Linked DNA regions of Zea mays: region 1 is linked to region 2. Evidence: chromatin contacts called from public Hi-C data. All regions are on one chromosome and are shown on one strand. The core of a region is the stretch at or near the end of the contact, and the rest is flanking DNA. Distances in the headings are between cores, read along the strand shown.

Evidence for each region. Hi-C and Micro-C count contacts between places; a contact is called where the count stands out from the background.
Region 1: a Hi-C map of ear shows a contact between it and region 2, with 2.3 times the contacts expected there. The contact joins the promoter of LOC103654933 here to the promoter of LOC542618 in region 2. A contact is called at or near these places in 4 of 25 Hi-C or Micro-C datasets (ear, endosperm, leaf and 1 more).

What each region holds. Positions count from the first base shown.
Region 1 is chr4:246,855,175-246,860,347 of Zm-B73-REFERENCE-NAM-5.0, reverse strand. LOC103654933 reads left to right here and starts at 2,101. Exons shown (of 3, transcript XM_008681737.4): 1 at 2,101-2,789; 2 at 2,966-3,043; 3 at 3,875-4,624. The coding sequence starts at 2,475. The coding sequence ends at 4,252. It overlaps LOC100501708, which reads left to right. Exons shown (of 13, transcript NM_001323287.1): 13 at 1-35.
Region 2 is chr4:246,683,436-246,688,333 of Zm-B73-REFERENCE-NAM-5.0, reverse strand. It overlaps LOC542618 (Rho-related protein from plants 2), which reads left to right and starts at 3,262. Exons shown (of 7, transcript NM_001112145.2): 1 at 3,262-3,740. The coding sequence starts at 3,642. LOC542656 (bifunctional protein FolD 4, chloroplastic) reads left to right here. Exons shown (of 5, transcript NM_001308477.1): 3 at 1-89; 4 at 176-343; 5 at 1,113-1,836. The coding sequence ends at 1,283.

The DNA of each region.
Region 1 (5,173 bases), core at 852-3,351, 170 kb before region 2:
CTGGCTCATCTTCAATCTCTATCAAACGGTTATAAAAAAATAGCTTCTTATCGAAAGCCCTCTAAAAGAGAGAGAGCACAAAAAATATGGCTCCTAACGGATCCTTCTACATTTTACTCACACATCCTTTAAGATAAACACAAGAAAACTGTTTTACCAAATGAATTGCAAAGCAGCTCTGACTTTTTAGAGAAACCAAAGAGCCAGGTGAGTCAGTGCTGAAACTGTTTTTAGAGGAACCCTGTTTTTAGAGGAACCGGAGCCCTACCAAAGGTCCCTTATTCTAGATCGGGCCTATAAATCAGTGACCCAAATGCAAGTGAATTGCAGGTGAATTAACTGTAGATGATCTTGTTGTGTCTGAAGAGGGAGGGCTCAATTGTAATTAACATGTTTAGACTTTAGAGCGACTCCAAAAGACTGCTATAAAATTGTTCCCCAAAACTTAATATTAGGGGCTGATGTAAAAAACGTTTCCTAAAAAAATCTAAATCCACAACAGACTACTAATAAATTAACCCTAAATTTTTTGAAACAACCTAAGCGCGAGTCAGAGAAGACACATGAATTGGGCTGGCATTGACGACATTCTCGCCACTGCAGATGCTAATTTGTTAGCTTGTGCAGCTTCTCACAATACACATGCTGAAACAAACAGTGACGGAATTGCCATGTCTAAATTTGTTGCTGGTAGAAGGCAAGGTAAATGCCAGATTCCACCGTGGTAAAGGCAAACTGGCCATGTGAGTCTAACCTTGTGCGTGATGCAGGACGCCTCCGAGAGGCAATGTACAGATGTTGCTCGGGCCAAAGGCAGCCTATCGTTTGCTCTGACCTTGCCAATTGAAACCATATTGTACAGATGTTCCCAAACACAAGAACTGTACAAATGTTGTGAAGGGACATATTTCAAACTTGTAGTAACAAGAATTGAGAGTGCTCACACTTGGTACTCCAATTGAAAGTGTGTTTAAACTTAAACTATAATTGAAGTGCTTTCAAAATGAAACACTCAAACTATCATACAAAGATAGGATTAAAAGATAGGATTAATATGATTTAGTCTCTTTTAGGCCCTGTTCAATTTCACGGGATAAACTTTAGTTTCCTGTTAAACTTTAGCCATATGAATTGAAGTGCTAAAGTTTAGCTCCTTGTGTGTTTGGACTACTCTAATAAAGTTTAGCACATTAGAAAAAGACACACATGCCCCTAATGCGGAAAGAGAATGTGGTTGGAGGGTATGGGGTAGAAAATGAGGTTCTCTGGCCCACGTTTAGCCCCTTTTAGCACCCCTTGAGCAGATTATGAGATAATAGGTGCTAAATTTTATCACACCACCATTAGCTCTCCTATTTAGATCACCAAATGGCTAAAAATAGCTAAAAAGTTGATAAAGTTTATCTTGTGAGTTTAAAACAGAGCCTTAGTCACCCTTTGAAGAAATAGAGACTAAAACAATTTAGTTCATGTTTTGGTCCCACCATATAATAATTTAGAATTTAAATGAAACTAAAATGGAGAGACTAATCTTTAGTCTATCAACCAAAAAGAGTCTTAAGGGGGTGTTTGGTTGCCCCTGCTAAAGTTTAGCTCGGGTCACATCAAACGTTTGACTTTTAAATAGGAGTATGAAATATAGACCCAACCAACTGGACTAGATTCGTCTCGTCTTTTAATCTTCGGCTGACAAATTAGTTTTATAATCCGACTACATTTAATACCCGGAACGGAGGTTCAAACATTCGATGTGATAGGGGCTAAAGTTTAGTTTAGGGTAACCAAACACCCCGTGGGCTGAAGCGCCAAATTGGTCCCCATACCAAATATATTGGCACATGAACTATGGTGCCGAGATCATAGTGTAAAAACACATATATAAATGCGAATAATTTGAAAAGAGCTAACAAATTAAAATACCGGATCAAATGTAACAGTATGTGACGAGTAAAAAAACGCATCGCCGCAGGAAAAGCAGCTTTGGCGCCGGATAAATCCAGGGCGAGACGAGAACAAGGCAACAAGGAAAAAAGAAGAAACAAACCCCCAAAACCGGGGGCCGGAGCCTCCAGCTCCAGTCCACCACACTGCACGCGAGAACCGGAATACGGAGAGAATGGAAATCTAGCCCGGACCGTGGAGGAGAGGAGAGGAGAGGGAAAGGGAAAGGAAGAGGCGGCGTGCCCACCGCGAGCACCAGCCACCAGCAACAGAACCACACGGCGCGAGTCAGTCCCTGTGGGGAGGGCCCTGCGTGTCATCCTCCCGGCGGCAACCCAATCCCCGCGGCCGCGTCGCCACGTGGCGCCACGGCGCTCGCCCGCCCCTATTAAACCACACGGCCTGGGAGCGGAGGGGAGCCCAGGAAGCAATCCGCTCGCTCGCCCGCCCGCCCGCCCACATCGCGCCGCCGCCGCCGCCGCCGCCCGATTCCGCAGCCACCGAACACAGACCCCCCGGCGCGGCGCCCGCCCATGGAGGATGCGGCGGAGACCGAGCAGCTGGAGGTGGCCGCCATTCTGTGCGACATAAGCAGGCTCGTGCGGTCGCGGCACCGGCGGCGCCAGCGCGCGCGCGCCGCGGCCCCGCACCTGGAGATCCTCTCGTGGGGCCGGCGCCGGCCGCGGTCGATGCCGGAGGTCAAGCCCTCCCCGGTCCCGGCTCCCGCCGCCGCCGAGAGGGGCGGGGCCGCTAGCCCCGACACCCCGCTCGCGTACCCGGAGAGCGGCGGGGACGACGCGCCGCCGGAGGACAAGGGCGAGGTCGCCGTAGCTCCCCCGCTGGACCAGGTGAGCCTCCCGCGCGCGAGATCTGCGCGCGCGCCTCAGCCGGCGCCGCCGCTGCGGGTCTTCCTTCGTCGCTTCGCTTTCCGTTTTTTTTAAAAAAAAATAAAATTAGGTGGTGGAAAATTTCTCTAGTGGCCGGACGGGCGACAATTAATCTGCCTTGGATGGACTGCTCGCAGTGGGCGGAGGAGGAACAGCAGCTCGGCGAGGCGGCGGCGAGCTTGTCCCAGCCCCGGGAGAACGCGCGTCCACTCCAGGTCAACCCTTCCTCCTCCCCACTCCCTTTTTCTTCCTCGGGAGTTTAGATCTTCTTCTGTTCGTGTCTGTCTCCCGTCGATTGCTTGCTTGTGTGCGACTAGCGACCTCGAGCCATTGATTAGAGAAATTCAAGCGGCTGCGGCGTCCCCGGCACAGCAGAGCTCGGTCGGATGCGGAGCTGGAGGAGCACGAGCGAACGAGAGCCTTGGTGAAGCAGTTGCACTCGCACCGTCGCACGAGGTGCTGCTGGATGGATCCTTTCTCTGGCGGTCGCTTTCCGTCAATCTGGTAGCCGTGGTTGCCAGTTGCCACGGAGACTGGGTACCGGGGCGGGGCACGGTTTCTTGCTGCTCAATTCTTGGGCGCTCGGTTTTGCTCGCTTGCGTGTTTGTGCGGACGGCAACCACAACCACTCCAGCTCTGCTCGCCCATCTCATCCCCACCCCCAACAAGGATCGAAAGCTGCGACCTTTTTTTCCCCAAAAACAAAACCATCTCCGAGAACTCAGCCATCCAACACGAAAAAAAGAGGAATTTTTAGTTTCGATTCCAATCTCCCGATCGCCATTGACCGTCTATAGTACTCATGCCAGGTAGAGTATAAAACCGTTCCCTTCTGTGATTGGTTTGACGCCTTTCCCGATTTAGTAGGAGGCCTGACGCCGTGTCGTCACGAACGGCTCTCGATGCCCATGCGTGCATACGTACGCACGCGCGCGCTGAGAGAAAGAGAGAGAGCAGCTGAAAGGGGGAGTTGAGTAATGAGTTCCAATCATCCAATCTCGAACTGACGCCGCAGCACCCTGGCTACGTACGTGTCGCTTTCGCAGGTCGGGAGGAAGGAGCAGGAGGACCTGCCGGCGCTGGTGGTGCTGGACCTGAACGAGCCGGCGCGGGCGGCGGCCGACGACGAGGGGGAACAGCAGCCGGCGCGCGCGCGGGCGCGCGCGCGGGCCCGGGCTCGAGCGCAGGCGCGGGCGCAGGCAGCGGCCGACGACGAGGGCGAGGAGCAGCAGGAGGCCCGGGCGCGGGCGGCCGCGGCCGCCGCCGCCGCGGAGTGGTACCGGCAGGCGCAGCTGCGGGCCGCGCTGCAGAAGGCGGCCGTGTCGGCGGGCGCGCGCCGCCGCCGCCTCGAGATCCTGCGGGCCAAGGCGGCGTGCCCGCTGGTGTCGAGCAGGAGCAGGGTGCGGCGCGCCGCCGGGTGCTGAGGGCGACGACGCGCGTCCAAGTTTTGAGGCGTGGCGGCCAGCCTAGTCGAACCGGACTAGCTGTAGCCTGTAGGGTGGCGGCGGCAGCGGCAGCAGCGTGCTACTGTAGCAGCTAAGTATTTGTTGCAGTGCTAGTGATTGTTTTTTTCCTTTCTTGGATAAAGAATGTTAGAATGAGATTGGGTGGGAGAACGAGGGGGAAGAGGAACTTCGAGGTGTTGTTCATATTCAGCATGTGTAGAAGCTTGATTTGAGTTGAGAGTGAGGCAATGAGCGAGTTGACGTCGTCTGGATCGTCTTGGAACACTGTCAGATTTTGATCAGCAGCATATCAGAAGTAACCAGATATCGATTTAATTGTATCTACCATCGTATTGCCGTTGCAAATTTACAATTACAGGTAGTAGTGACGTAGTACTATCTTTTTTTAGGGGAAAAAATTGGACAGTACCAGAAGCAGATGTGATGTGATGTGACATGCCAATATTACTGAAATATTGTTCGTTATAATTGCTATATATATATAATTATTGGCGAATAGGGAATTCTTTTTTGTTATAATTGTTATATGCAATCGTCTCATACGTTACTATAAACTCAACTCCAGCCCTATTTCTTGATTCTGAGTGCTCCTGTATTGCTGGTACCGGAGGCTCGGACACGACACGAGCTGATGCAACTCATTAACGTGCTTGATGATGCAACATTTGCAGCATGAATTTTATCTAAAATTGGAGGAATATGTAGTGAAAACTCAACAAGGAGCAAGAAATATGGTTCTTGAACCATCGGAATTTGTGGCATACACCCTCTCTGATTTAGTGTAGAATATATTCACTCATCATCTTCCGTGAAAAGTAACTCTCGCTCGGACAAACAATTCTGTTACCGACAAATAAGTCCAGATACTCGAAACAAGAG
Region 2 (4,898 bases), core at 2,013-4,512:
ACCGACACGGAGTTGAAATTAAAGGGAAGAGAGCTGTTGTGATCGGACGAAGCAATATTGTTGGAACGCCTGCTGCATTGTTGTTGCAAGTATGAGCTAGCTCTTTATTTCAAATAGCTTAAACAGCCTTGTTAAAGAGTCTGATTAATCTTTCTTTGTATATGATTATCATCAGAAAGCAAATGCAACTGTCAGCATTGTTCATTCACAAACCAAGAACCCTGAGCAAATAACGAGACAGGCAGATATAGTCATCGCAGCTGTTGGAGTCGCCAACTTGGTCAGAGGGGATTGGATAAAGCCTGGAGCTACTATTATTGATGTTGGCATCAATCCAGTTGATGTAAGACTCACTTTTTTTTCTTCTTCCCGGCATCCTTCTTAAATAACCACTACCCTGTAGTGCTATATTGCTATTTTATGTTATTTCTATGCCCCCTTTTTTGGATCCGTGTGGCTCTTTTTGGGTTTCTTCTGTGGCCTGACATAACTTTGTTGAAATCAAAATGCCTAATTCTTGTTCTTAACACCTTCGTTTTTGTTCAGTCCTGTTCATTTAATGCTGAATGCGACCTTCAAATGCAAATGTCCCAATGGTAGATGGTCTCTTTGAATTTCAGTATGTTAGTGTGAGTGTGACCTACAGGGATACTGGTGTGTTCCTGCACAGGTTATTAGGAAGTTATTTGTTTGTCGCACATGGCACCTTGGGTTTTTTTATTACTTTGTCTGGTTCAGGACCTGAGATTCACAGAACTTTAATCGACCAGGACCATGGTCCCCTCCCCAATCCCCAGTGAGAATCCATTTATTAATACTGAAACCGGCTTCTTAAATTTATGAGCCCCATGTTAGAGTGTTCCAGGCGAAGTTTTGCCCAGTTTTCATTATACGCTTGTGCAGCAAGTGATGATCAATCAGACAATACTCTTAAACATGGCTCTCATGTTCCATGAGCCTGGTTCTGCATGCTGTCACATCCGAGCTGTGTTCTGCATATCATAGTAGCAAGCACCGTCTCTTTTCTCCTAGCTCCTTGTGTGATTGTGTCTCCATGCAACTCCCTTGGCGATTTGATTTGCTTACCAGTGTGATTTGGAATGATGACGCAGGACCCAGAGAGCCCCCGCGGGTACAGGCTCGTCGGGGACGTCTGCTACGAGGAAGCCTCCAAGGTCGCCGGAGCCATCACGCCGGTCCCAGGCGGCGTCGGGCCGATGACGATCGCGATGCTTCTGTCGAACACGCTCGAGTCGGCTAGACGGATCCACGGATTCAAGTAGCCGCCGCACCCACCGTCCGTCCAGCAGAGAGAAGCGAAGGCGTTGGCCCTGCCAGCCAAGCCAGACTAGTGCAGGGGTCGTAGGGAAAAAATAAATAAATAATTAAATAAATTTTGACGCAGATGAGATGGGAAATCCCAGCTTGACACTTTGTTAGGGTATTGTGCTTGATAAAAATATGGCACCAGGTGAATCTGAGGTGCCAGTAAATCTTGGATGAATTCTGCCGCACGCATCCGACCGGATCAGCAGAAACTTGTCTCCATGCCATGATCAGGGTACCTGTGTTGTGAGTGACTGTGGCTGTGACTGGTGGGTGCCGTTGTCGACGTGGGATAATGCCTGATCTGTCCAGTTGGATCCCCGATTTCATTAGCTGTCTGTCTGTCTGTCTGCCCCCGTTTTTTTTTTTGTGTGTGTGGTACACTGCACTGCACACGCATGCTGGTGTATTTGGTGGCCACCTAAACGCAGTAGCAGTTGGTTGAGCGAGTATGTGTTTGGTTTGAGGTTAAAGTGTGATGAGACGGGTGTGACACTGTCTCTTCGATTTTTTTGGATTACGTCGCTATTAAAAACTACTTCGGTATTTAACTTGTTCCTATGTGAATCTCATCTAAACACTATAGAAATTATAGTCGTTCCCTTATACTCTTTCATGTATATCCAACCAAACACACACTGTCGCGTTCATTAGAAAATATAAGCGAGATGCACTCTTAAAAGTGCTAGACTGGCGTTCATTAGAAAATAGAAGCGAGAATGCACTCTTAAAAGTGCTAGTGAGTAGTGACCCCAAATGAAAGGCACGTTAAGATAAAAATATATATACACTGGAAGACGCGTATGGAAGGAGAAATGGCGTGATGATTAGGGAGCAGACATGATCAAGAGGACGAGAGACAGTAGGAGGGCAGTTGATAGCAGTTAAGCAAAGCAACATTTTTTTGGGAAATGGTACTGCCACATTGGCTTTTCCGTTGCTGAATAAACGTCACTTGGAAGCATGCGTTATTTAGCCTGACGTACGAAAGTATCGGCACTGCGATATTATGATATTCCTAGAGTAGAGCGTGAACAATCTCATCGCAACCGGTGAATATAATATTGATAAATCAACAAGAAAAAAAACTGAGATAGCGTGACAACAGTAACAACACTAATCCTACTAGAGTGTGGACTACAATAGTTCTCTAAACAACTTCTAAATTTTAAAATTTAGAAGTGAACAAAAAAAACACGTCTCCAATAGTTCTCTAAATTAATAAGCTTGCTAAATTTAATTACTCCCTATCCAATCCAATTTACTTTTCAAGTTTGGCAATCGGATAAAAACTTTCTAAACACAGTTAACGTCGATCTCATAGTAGCTAAATTCGACGCACTCTTTTTTTTCCATTTCCCGCACAGCACTAGGTATGACACAAAGCTTATTTTCCATCGTCAGTCCACTGCCACCCCATAGGCCGCGCCGCCGAACCATCGCTCCCCCACATGTCATGCACTACCGGCCTTGTTCTTCACCCTCGACATTTATATGCTCTCGACCCTATTGTCAGCCAGATCCGAAGGGAGCAGGCCTACTAAAACTAGATTCAAAATTTAATTACTCTGTAAATATCATGAACTATCAGAGATTAAACTGCTTTTCTAATTCCAATAACTATTTAGCAACTTGGTAAACACGAGTTTATAAAGCTTTTTATAGATGCTTATTATAGATTATTGTCTAACATTTTACCCACTAATTTTTTATTTAAACAAACATCTATAGTAGGCTGGATTATATAATCTTTATAAAATAAACTGGATTATACTATAATTCTGCGAGAAAACAAGCATGCCCTTACTTTAGAGTTTTAAATATGCGGTGGATTAGGCTTGATGATAACCTAATAATACACGGGGGCAAGTTTGGCAGGCAGAGGCAGTGCAATAATAAAGAAGGAAATGATGCGCGCGCACACCGTGGCCACCCCTCTCTCTCTCTCTCTCCTTCCTTCCCTCCCCACCCACCACCGCGCCGGGCCACCACCACCCACTCTACCCTCCCCTCCCCACCACCACTAGCACCCACCGTCCCGGCGCGGAGACCGCTTCCCTCCCTCCGCCTCCGCAACCCTCTCCCGCCTCGCCCGCGCCTCCCTCCATTTGTCCGCGGCTCCCCTCCCTCCCGATCTTAACCACCCGCCACCCGGCTTCCTCTCCCCCTTCTTCCTCCCTCAAACCAGACGCTCGCCCCCCTTTCCTCCACCGCCTATCTTCTTCAGACGACCAGCAGGAGGTACGAGCAAGACCACCTAGGAGGCCTCTCTCTCCCCCCAGCCACCCCCGTAGCGAGAGGGAGGGCGGAAGAGGATGAGCGCGTCCAGGTTCATAAAGTGCGTCACGGTCGGGGACGGCGCCGTCGGCAAGACCTGCATGCTCATCTCCTACACCTCCAACACCTTCCCCACCGTACGCTCCTTCCTCCTCATTGTTGCTCCGCTGGAGAGGTTTCATTTTTTTTTGGGGGGTCCCGGTCCGGGATTTTGAATTGCGACGGCGTTCTTGATCGATCTGGGGCGTTGGATTCGGTGGGAATTCCCCCCGATTCGCCCCGCGCTCGTCAATTCCGCCCCGGTCACGACAATGCGGCTGTGCCAACTTTTCGTTTTTGTAATTATTATTAGGGTTCGGTCGGTCGCGTACCAGTACCACGCCAGCTGCCCGTTGGTTTTGGAGGAAACCGAAAGGGGATCTCATCTTCTCCTGCGCTGTTCTCAAATCAGACCCAAAACGGCCTCTTCAGCGCGCTGGGTTTGCAGGAATTGCCTCGCTCGTGTAGAAATTACCGTTACAGTTTCTAAGAAACCTGGGGAAATGTAGATTCCCTTGCAAATCTGCTCGCTTTCCCTTTCCCTGCTGCACCCCGCCTCGATCCGTTTCATCAACCAGACCGAGATCACTTTCTCGACCTCTTTTTAAGTTTACCCTGCCTGCCCGCCTGCCTGCCCTGTACCCTCGCCCTGGAAGTCACGCCTTCCGTATGGTTGGTGAAATGGATTGCCATTGCCTCACTTTACGCAATTCCACACTGGTTGTTGCACCAAGAGTGTCGCTAGCTTTTCACGCGTGCCCCCTCCACCTTTTCCAATACGAAATATCTCTTTGAAATAACTTTTTTTTTGGCCCTGTACCAGTGTGGTATATCCATATCACTGGATTTTTTTACGCATGCCCTCTCATTTTCCAATAGAAAACATCTCTTTCAAGAATTTTTTTTTGACTATGTATCAGAGTACTATGTGTCTATACCCATTGCATTGGATTTTCTCTCTCGAAAGATGTGATTTTGATTTTCAGCCGTGCCTTGCAGTAGGTTAGCTTGGAGCCCTGAGTATTAGCGTGACCATGGGCTAGTATATCCGGAGGACCACTGTGGACCGCCGCCCCCCATGCTTGTGGAGGGTCTAGTGTATTATTTTGTAGGGTTATCCTCAGACATTCAGACAAACTTTTTAGTTTCTTTGAATTTACAGTGGCGTGCGATGTGCCTTCATTCATACCCTCTTGTCCTCTCCCACTGTCCTTTGCCTATTTTTCTGGTTTATGAATTAGTTGCACTTTTAGTGA